Linked DNA regions of Sus scrofa: regions 1 and 3 are each linked to region 2. A link is a contact called in public Hi-C and HiChIP or PLAC-seq data. All regions are on one chromosome and are shown on one strand. Each heading gives the region's core, a stretch centred on a gene start, on an enhancer-like site or on the middle of the called end of the contact. The rest is flanking DNA. Distances are from core to core; before and after follow the strand shown.

Region 1 (3,186 bases), core at 678-3,177, 250 kb after region 2:
CCATGAAAGCACAGAGTAGGTGAAGCAAAGTTCTCCCAAGATAGTAAGGTTAGAAAAGGCCTCCAGGGGAAAGTGGAATTGAAGAAGGAGGAAGAGTTATATGGAGAAGCCTGGAAAAATGTTTAGGGAGCTTCATCTTGTTCATTGCGGAGAGGAGATAGAAGAGAAACTAGAAGATAGGTGGGAAAAATTCATTGAGAACTCTGTATGCCATGTGAGCTGCTTAAGTTTCCTTTGCTTGTCATCAGGAGCAGAGTCAAAAGTGGACCAAATGTGGCAATCCTAGAGGCAGGGGGCCCAATGAGCAGGCTTGCAACAGCTCAGCTGAGATTTGACAAGGGCCTCCTGGGATCCATCATTGCTACCCTGAACTTGTTTCCTCCCCTAGTGGTTCCCAGGATTTCTGGAAAACTACACTTTCCCCTACTTTTAGCCTGGAGTTTGAGTGAGATGACTTGTCCTCAGCTCCAAGGATGATTCTTAATTAACTTAAGTGAATCAGAAAAACCCTTTCACTTGGCCATAGTCATTGGATTAGGACGAGGCATAGGACTGGGAGTTTGGGATTGGCACATGCACCCTGAATATATGGAATGATTGTCCAGTGGGGACCTGCTGTAGAGCACAGAGAACTCTGCCTGATGTCCTGCAATCATCTATGTGAGAAAAGCGTCTGAAAAAGAATGGATGTGTGTACATGTATAACTGAATCACTTTGTTGTACAGCAGAAATTATCACAACCTTGTGAATCAACTATACTTCAATAAAACTTTATAAAATAAAAAAACATGCAAAAATTAATGACAAAATTTAAAAAAAAAAATAAAGAGAGGACTCAAGTGGAGCAAATGTGGCCAGAAAACTTCTGGGCTGGGCTTCGGGAAGCGCATCTTCTTTGCTCCTTTAGGAGAACTACTGGGAATACAAATTGTTCTGACTTATGATGGTTTGACTTAATTTTTTTACTTTTATGAGAATGTGGAAGTGATCCACATGCAATAGAAAACTAGGAAACTTTGAATTTTGAATTTTATTTTTTTTCCCCTTCCAATACTATGTGGTACAGCCCTCTGTGGTGACACTGGGCAGTGGCAGCTCCCAGTCAACCATGCGATCCTGAGAATAAAGAACCGATCCAGTTATAACAATTGCGTCCCCAGACACCCACTCTGTTTTCACTTTCAGTACAATATTTAACAAATCACATGAGATAGTCCACACTTTATTATAAAATAGGCTTATATTAGATGATTAATCTACATGTTCTGACCACGTTTAAAGCAGAAGGAGCTAAACTATCATGTTTGGTAAGTTAGGTGTATTAAATGTATTTTCAATTTATGATATTTTCAAATTATGATGGGGTTATCAGGACTTAGTCTCACGGTAAGTTAAAGAAGATCAGTGGTGCTCTCTCTTCCGGAACCAAGACATGCAGCCTCAACACTGTTGGCTGCCAAATTGGGAACGGAAGGAAAAATCAGCCTTTAGATTAAGCCAACACTACAGAAAACAAACATGGAGAAGCAAATGTACTAAACCCCATTTTAAATCTTCTCTAACTTGGGGCCAATAAGTCGTGCAGAATTTTGATTTTTTTAAAAAAAAATCTTTTGTGCCACTTAAATGGGTTTTTCTATAACTGGGACATTCTTGTTCGTAAAAGTATCTTAACTGCTAAAAGCCTGTCGTCCGTGGCAGTGACCATCAGGACAAAGGTAGAAAATTAGATGACCCTTCCAGTCTTTTCATTTTTAGGATTCCCTCTCACCCTTCGTTTGTTAAGAAAATCTCAAGCCTGCAAACAGCATGCTGATGACTGAATAAAAATGACAAAAACAGCACAAGAGTCAAGTGACTCCCCCAGAGTCCCCTGACAGCTTTTCTCCCTTCCTCTCTGTTGCCTGCCTGTCTCTGGCTGCCAAGAATTTGCTGTTTGCTTCTCACTTCCCTCATCCAATCCACACTGAGAAGTTAACATGCCCAGCAAGCTCCAGAACAGAAAGCAAATGTCGGCACACATTTTCCCATGAATGAAAATAACCTACCCGCTCCGAGTGGCCTCTACTTTCCAGGGCTGAGATCATATTGGGTTGGGTGGGGAATTCCTCAGTCTTTCAGCTAATGGCTTTGGGGTTTTGCACGAGCCACATGCTCCTGGCTTTAATGTTGCCACTGTGGATGAGAACTTGTCATGTTGTATAATATTACACAGTTACTCCAAAGCAGCTTTCCTGACTAAGTGACAGCATTTGACATGTCTCTAATATTGACAGTAGTGGTGACTTTCAAGTGTTCTATTTATTTCAGGTAGAAAGGGAGCAGAGGGTTTTAAATAAAATAAACATGTGCAAAGGAAACTTGTGGTTTAGTGGAGTAAAAATGTCAAGGGAGTCTGAATAGTTGCTCTGCTATTTTCTAATCATGGACCATTGGGCAAGTTTAGAGACTCAGTATCTGTCTATAGAATGGAAACGGTGATAATGTCCACCTCGAAGCATCAAAATCCCATTATCCAATGTGTCTAAGTGTCTTGTGCGATGCCCAGCTCACTGTAGACAATAATGCTGTAGCTATTAATTGGGATTCCTGCCATGTCCATAACCTTTTCTAAGCAAACAGCCATAATCCAGCATTTAACGCCGAGAATCCTTAGGCAACACTGATTCCACCATAAGGCTTGGCTACCTTGGCCACAGAGGATCCTGCCGTTGGTCACCAGGCTCAACACAGGTGACCTATGAGGCAGCCAAGAATTATGACCTGGCAGGTGCCTAAATCTGAACTACTTCGAAGAGTCTGACAGACTCTAGCTGGAAGCCTGAAAAATTCAGGGAGCTAGTGGCAAGAATCGAAACTGACAGGATTTACAGAGAGAAGCCATGATGTTAAGCAAAGGCATGAAGAAGTGCTGAGGTTATGAGAAAGGAGAGTGTAAGCAAATGGGCATAGTTCAGAAATATTCATGGATGGAAGGATCAATGAGTTTTTGGTGAGGGAAGCAGACAGACCTAGAGAGAATCAGAACTATTAAGAGGAGCTAGGTTGCAAGAAGGGCAAAGCAGAAGTAGGAGGCCAGAGACCCTGTCCGCTGAGACCCTGGTGACTTCCAGAAGATCGTCCAGAGGTAGGAAGGATGGTCCTGGAAGAGACCGTGTGGTCCAGAGGTAGGATGGTCCTGGTGG
Region 2 (3,218 bases), core at 326-2,825:
GCTCAGTGGGTTAAGGATCTGTCATTACTGTGAGCTGTGGTGTAGGTCACAGCCATGGCTTAGATCCTGCATTGCTGTGGCTGTGGTGTAGGCCAGCAGCTACAGCTTCAAATGGACCCATAGCCTGGGAACCTCCATATGTCACGGGTACAGCTCTTAAAAAAAAAAAAAAAAAAAAAAAAAAAAAAGGCCAGAAGAAGAAAAGAACATCCCTCTTCTTAACAGGCTATTTACTGAAATGGAAAAGTCATAGGGGGAGCAAAGTACAGGGAGAGGAGCAGTGGTTTGATTATTAGTTCTACCTGCATGATCAGACAAGTTACTTAAATTTTATGATCCTCTGTTTCCTCACTTTTGGAGTATGAGCATTTAAATATTTTCCTTGCTCTTGACTCTGAGGATTAAATGAAATAATCAAGTGGGAAATGCTCCACCCTTTGCCAACACTGAGGAATTTTTTTCCTTACTATTTAGCATCCCCTCCATCCCATCTCTGGATAATTTAATCTTTCATCTCTAAGAGTCCAGGCCAATAGGTGATCATTCCTGTCTACAAAGCATCTTTGCAATGTGTGACCTCAAGGGCTAGCTCTGCCCCCCTCTCTTTCCTGACCCTGGGGCACATCCCTTCCCTGGCTGTCTAACCTGGGGCATACACCAGATGGCAGTGTCCCATTGAGGACAGAATCCTTATGGCCTTTCAGCTCACTCACCAAGTGACCAGTTGCTTTGCCATATCTCTATGCGTGTTACGGGTCAATAGCATTAGCCTTGGGGTCTGGTTGATGTTCAATGTAAAAATAAACACTGGAAAACCTCCGTACACATTCTATTCCCTTTCAACTGCAAAGCATTTTCTTTCCAAGGTCAATTGAAAGAGGTACGTATGTGACGTTGTAATAAACATGCACTTCAAATAGATTTTTGTCAACATTTCCTTGCACTTTAATCATGACATGACAATCCTCTACCGAGCATCTGACACACACTTCTAGGCACCAGAGCTACAGGTGAAAGTGATGCAAATCTGCTACCTTCAAGTAGCTCCCTGTTTAGAGTTTTATGCAACTAAAAATAACACAGTGTGATCACTATTATGCTATTTAACCCAGATGGATTCACAATTTTTTTTTTATCTTATATGTGTGTGTCTTGGAATTCATCATTTTATGGGTTTTATTAAGTTCACTTGCCTTCACTAAGAGCTTTCAAGTCTCACGGATACCTGGTGTTCTCCACTTAAAAATACAATGAACATCTTTATCTTGCTACAATTCATCATGTATATGATTTTAGAGGTTTTATCACAGCAACATTTCAATATTAAAAGAGAATATACCCAAATAGTTTCTCTTACCTCTATTAATTTATCCTATAAACACTTGCTACAGGTTGCCAGGTCTGCCATTGGGGAAATAGAAACAGGAATGAGCTCTTGGCCTTGCAGGCTACGAGCCTAATAAAGGGTTAGAATTTGAGGTTCTGCCAAGGGATGTGTGAATTATGTTGTGAGTATATGAGTGTGTGTGGTCTATGCCTCCACACAGTTTTCAGTTGTGTTGCTACTTTTGGTGAGATTCATGAACTCAGAACTGAGACATATACACAAGGGGTGTGTGTGTGTGTGTGAGTGTGTGCACATGTGTGTTTTCCCTTGATGTATGAATGTGGTTGCTGACATGAAAGACCACCTCTCTGCGTAGTACTGAAGACATGCATACCTCTAGAATTGCCAGACTGGGGAAAATATTTTAACTGGAGTCAGCTTCTTCCAGTGACCTTCCATTCTCTTTTTTCCCCTCTCCACACCCTTCCTATCTCTGTCCTGAGCCACCCTGCCTCTGACCAGGAGCAATCATACACCCTCTTGTGACCTCTAAGGACTCAGAGGAATCTGATTTTCCTACAGACCCGCCAGCTGGGGCCTTGGGAATCTGATCCACTCTTGGATCTTTCACAGAATCAGCAGTGGCATTTCAGAGTAGGCGCCACACAGATCCTGGCCTCTCTTGTGCCCAAAGTGCACAAGGAAACCTCCCACGGCATTTCAGAGACTGGCCCTGCCACTGGGGAGGCTTGCTGTTCCCAGAAACTTTGCTGCCAACACCAGTGGAAGCTCAGCAAGGAGGCAGCTCCTTGAGGTGTTCAGCTAAGTAGAGTCCAAAGTTGCCTGTAAGAGCTGTGCCTGGCCAACAGATCAAAATTCAAATTCTTCTGGATAATCATCTTAGACTTAGATGAAAAGAGTTTGTGTTGATATCATGCTATCCCTTCTGTATGAGAGGGAAGCAATAAAATCATCCCTTATTTCTTGAATTAACTGTGGCTTTTTGGAGCTGCCATCTGGTTTTTTGGCTGTTGGTGATGCCTTGGGAAGCATCATAGTGACTATCCCTTCCCATGATTCACAATGTCTGAGACTAAGCTTGGGTATTTGCATTTTTTAAAAAATTATATCATATTTTTCTAATGCAGCCCAACCACATGGAAGCCACTGCTTAAAATTTCCTCCTAAAGTAATGCACAGTGATTCTGTTATTTCTAGAATACAAAAAGGTAAGGAAGGGTGTGATACAAGGTCAGATATGAAGAAGGGAGCTAAGTTAAGATTAGAACTTTAGTCTCCTGACACCTAGTCCACTGCCCATTCTGCACAGCACAGGAGCCCAGCACATGGTTGAAATGAGGGATGACGATTGCGCTAGGCATGGAAAAGGCAGATGAGTGCTTACAAAGCTTCCACGGGTTTCCAAAAATAAAGAAGTCATTGTTTAAAGCCAAGAATAGAGCACCAAAGGAAAGGGGAGTCTTGACCTCTGGAAATAAGATGATAATACAAATTTCTAAAAAAAGAAGGAAGATATTACAGAATGAAGAGGGAGATAGTTCCTTAGTTGAATCAGGTTCTGAGTATTATGAGGAGCAGCTATGTCCAGTCTATAAAGCAAGTCCACGGACCTGAACCATTGGCCAAACATAGTGGCTCTGGGGAAGGAAAACAGCCCAAAGAAAGGAAGGGGGGTCCTGGTGTGGTAGGCAGGGTACACGTGTCCTGAAGAGAGCAGTGAACTCCAGCATGATATGTCCAGGTCACCCACTGCCCCCACCTTGGAAAGTATACCTCTTGGTGACTTTAGAGATGACATAAGGCCAAAGAAAGTAATTATACTATGAGTCATCATGTGTGTGCACTGCACCAGGCACTCACACTCATCTTT
Region 3 (3,211 bases), core at 60-2,559, 130 kb after region 2:
TGATGGTCAGAATACCTAGCAGGACAGCGGCCTAGGACTTATCAGATTTATAGAACGAATCGTGTGGATTTTCAAAGCTTGCTTCCAAATAAATGATTAAAACAAACAAACAAAAAACTCAATAGTTAGATGAAAGATACTAATGTGAAGTATCTTCAGCAGGTAGCCTGCTCGTGGAGGATTAGACAGACCTGACCCTCTTCGAACTTCTTGGTTGTCTGGTTTTCTACCAATAAGTATCTGAATGTTAACGTGTATAAATTGGTTTAAGATCATGTGCATGATACCAATGCACACGGGCCAGACCATAATGGGAGGAGATATTTTTGATTATTGAGAAACTGCCATAGCTTTTTCTATAGTAAACCTCATCATGCAACAGTGGAAATATCTCAGAGGTCAACAAGCCTGCCTCCCACGACCCTCCTCTTATTCTTTCTGTTTCAAGGATAATTTTACCACTTTCGCTAAGACAAGGATCATTCCTATGTAGTCCAAGGTGCTCAGAGAACATTAGCAGCCACTGGATACTTTTCTGATATAAAAGCACATATTAAAATAGCTCGATATAAAACCACCTGTTTTTCCAAATATTTTTCAAAAGCATCTTGCATTCTAAATGTGTACATATTAAAGATATACATCTTTACATATTTTGATCCTAATTGTCCAAATTAATATGCAAATCTAAAACACCTTATTCTGTGTTAGATGCAGTTCTCAATGAGTTTTAACCAGAGAGATGACTACGTATGTCAGATAACCCTTATCTATTCAATATTACATTCATAGGCCATTTAGAAAAAGAGTTCTTTAAAAAAAAAAAATTGGCATCCTTCGGATCAGCACAAGTTTTGACTTAACGTAGTAGAAATATAATCACCTAATATATAGGTGATATCTCTGTTTCAACTACTGTGATTGTTAGCCATTAACTTGGAAAGAATAGAGGTTATTCCATAGCATTTAGAGCAGAAACATAATGGAACATGGTCCATTATTGAATTCACTCTAAAAGCGTTTCTTAGAGCACCTGTTAATTCTGTCCTTAATTTTGCATATGGATAGCACACTGGGTGCCAAGGAACTCAAAGTTTCATTTCTGCTAGTGGGAATCAATATTAGTGATTGAATGGGATAAGTTCATCTGTCTACCCAACATTGAAATATGACTGATGTGGTGAAACTACATCTAGTTGGAAGGAACAGAGATATTTGATAGCAAAATAGGTGAGATCTTGCCAAAGACCTTCCCCCTCCTTCTGTTTCTCAATGACATCTGAACCAGAACCAATGTAAGAACTATCATGTTTCTGAAATGTTCCAAGGTCACCCTTCTGGGACGTTGTTTCTGCTGTCTTACTTAGACACATGTTTACTCTCGTTCTTAAAAGAGGTCCATCTGTGGAATAAGTTTTTTTAATAGGAGTTGTGCATTTTAAATAAAAATAATAATTTGACCGGGTTGGGGAGGAGTGAGAATTTTTCACAAGGCGCTATTCCAAATTCCTCTAGTCCTATAAACTACATCTTCCTTATTTCAGATGTATTTTTGAAAGAGTCTAAGGTTAACCCCCAGGCGTAAATGCATATTTTTAGGAAAAAGGTTTGCCTCCTCCAATGTAGATTTATATCAAGATTTGTGTGTGGGGGGGGTGATTTGGTTTTGCTTTTACTTGCAAAAGGAGCATTTCTGAAAATGCTGCATTAAAAGTCCTTGGCATAGCAGCAGGCAACAACTGTGAATGCAGGCATAGACACCATGGATAGCTAAATTGATCTCACCTCAGTGTACTCTTTGGTATTTAGGCTTTCAGTGATCTGTTAAATGCTCTGCACATTTTAAAAGCTGTTTGCAGGCAATTCATGTAAGGTGGCATAACAGGCAATGGTTTGCATTTGCAAAACCTGTTTATTTAACAAATTCGGTTTGGCTTCAGTTGGATATTTTGGCATATTATATTTTTATCTCTTCAAGATTTAGAAAATTTTTCTTTAGGAGTCTTCCCATCTTGCCTACAAAAGAGTAACAAATGCTGTCTTTCTTGGTAATCTTTTGAATGGTATTCTCAAACAGGATTATCAGAATTCCTTTTCCTACTAGAGAATCCTGAATCAGCAAAAATTTTAGCTTTGCTGCATACTTAAAATAGGTTGGCATGAATCTAGCATGGTATTGCTGGCATGTGTCATTAAAAAACAAACAAAAAACCTGTAATGTCAACAGAATATGACCAGCGTGTGGAAAGATTCTATCCTAAAACACACCAGTGCCTGCTGCTTTTCTGCTGCTTTGCCGCTATGCTTTAAGAAGACAGACTAATGATTTTGAATTACAGTGGTCTGGTGACTTGTCTGTGACAGAAATGATGGGCTTTTGGACTAGCCCAGTCTTCTCACCTCCCCATTATTGGTTTCTCATTGGCCATTCATACCATTCAGTGTCCTCTTGGATACCCTTAAATCTCTAGATAAGCTCTTTAAGATAGAGAGCTGATGGAAAATGGGAATGAATATTGCCATTATGTGGAATCTACAATTTCTTTTCTTTTTTTCTTTCTTTTTTAGAGCCACACCTGCAGCATATGGAAGTTTCCAGGTGAGGGGTCAAATTGGAGCTATAGCTGTCAGCCTAAGCCACAGCCACAGCAACTCAGGATCTGAACCATATCTGCACCTACACCGCAGCCTATGGCAATGCCGGATCCTTAACCCACTGAGCAAGGCCAGAGATTGAACCCACATCCTTATGGATACTAGTCATATTCTTAACCTGCTGAGCCACAACGGGAACTCCAAAACTATAATTTCTCTAATAAATGAAAGAAAGCTTGGCTTCAGGATATCTGGGGAAAACAATTCAACTACAAAAGAAAGCAAGAACTAATCCAGAAGAATCTTCCTTTGTTTCATTTCTGAAATCCAGTCCTCTGCTGAAGTGGTACTATTCACCTCTTTGTAGAACTTTAGCTATGAATTCTAGTGGCTTTGTGATGCTGCTGTGTGGCCAGGGTTGGTATCTGACTCTCCATATTGTCTCTCACTCATGGTCTCACTTTGGGCTGCTTTCACAGTTTCTGATCTCCGAAGGTGGAAAGAACCCCTGGAGAAGGTGTTCAAATGCTGTGCATATTTATGGTTTTGTCCACCTAGCATCCACAGGTGCAATCCAAAAGCCTTTGAAATTCCCTTCACGGGCTTAACTCTCCAC

What was found. Hi-C and Micro-C count contacts between places; a contact is called where the count stands out from the background. HiChIP or PLAC-seq counts read pairs in DNA pulled down with a chosen protein or histone mark.
Region 1: a Hi-C map of skeletal muscle shows a contact between it and region 2, with 3 times the contacts expected there. The contact joins two enhancer-like sites. A contact is called at or near these places in 4 of 47 Hi-C or Micro-C datasets (embryonic fibroblasts, psoas muscle and skeletal muscle) and 1 of 2 datasets of contacts at active chromatin or transcription factors (skeletal muscle).
Region 3: an H3K27ac HiChIP or PLAC-seq map of skeletal muscle shows a contact between it and region 2. The contact joins two enhancer-like sites. A contact is called at or near these places in 1 of 47 Hi-C or Micro-C datasets (skeletal muscle) and 1 of 2 datasets of contacts at active chromatin or transcription factors (skeletal muscle).

Annotation. Positions count from the first base shown.
Region 1 is chr8:17,753,069-17,756,254 of Sscrofa11.1, forward strand. It overlaps LOC110262067 (a long non-coding RNA gene), which reads right to left. Exons shown (of 3, transcript XR_002346588.1): 2 at 2,050-3,186. Among named protein-coding and RNA genes, the nearest start is that of PPARGC1A, 190 kb to the right of the region's middle. Within about 2 kb of position 1,928, at least 1 of the 83 cell types and tissues checked has an H3K27ac peak or open chromatin away from gene starts, as enhancers often do. A contact at or near this core is called in skeletal muscle, where this site is marked.
Region 2 is chr8:17,503,741-17,506,958 of Sscrofa11.1, forward strand. No RefSeq gene overlaps it. Among named protein-coding and RNA genes, the nearest start is that of PPARGC1A, 440 kb to the right of the region's middle. Within about 2 kb of position 1,576, at least 3 of the 83 cell types and tissues checked have an H3K27ac peak or open chromatin away from gene starts, as enhancers often do. A contact at or near this core is called in skeletal muscle, where this site is marked.
Region 3 is chr8:17,636,077-17,639,287 of Sscrofa11.1, forward strand. No RefSeq gene overlaps it. Among named protein-coding and RNA genes, the nearest start is that of PPARGC1A, 310 kb to the right of the region's middle. Within about 2 kb of position 1,310, at least 1 of the 83 cell types and tissues checked has an H3K27ac peak or open chromatin away from gene starts, as enhancers often do. A contact at or near this core is called in skeletal muscle, where this site is marked.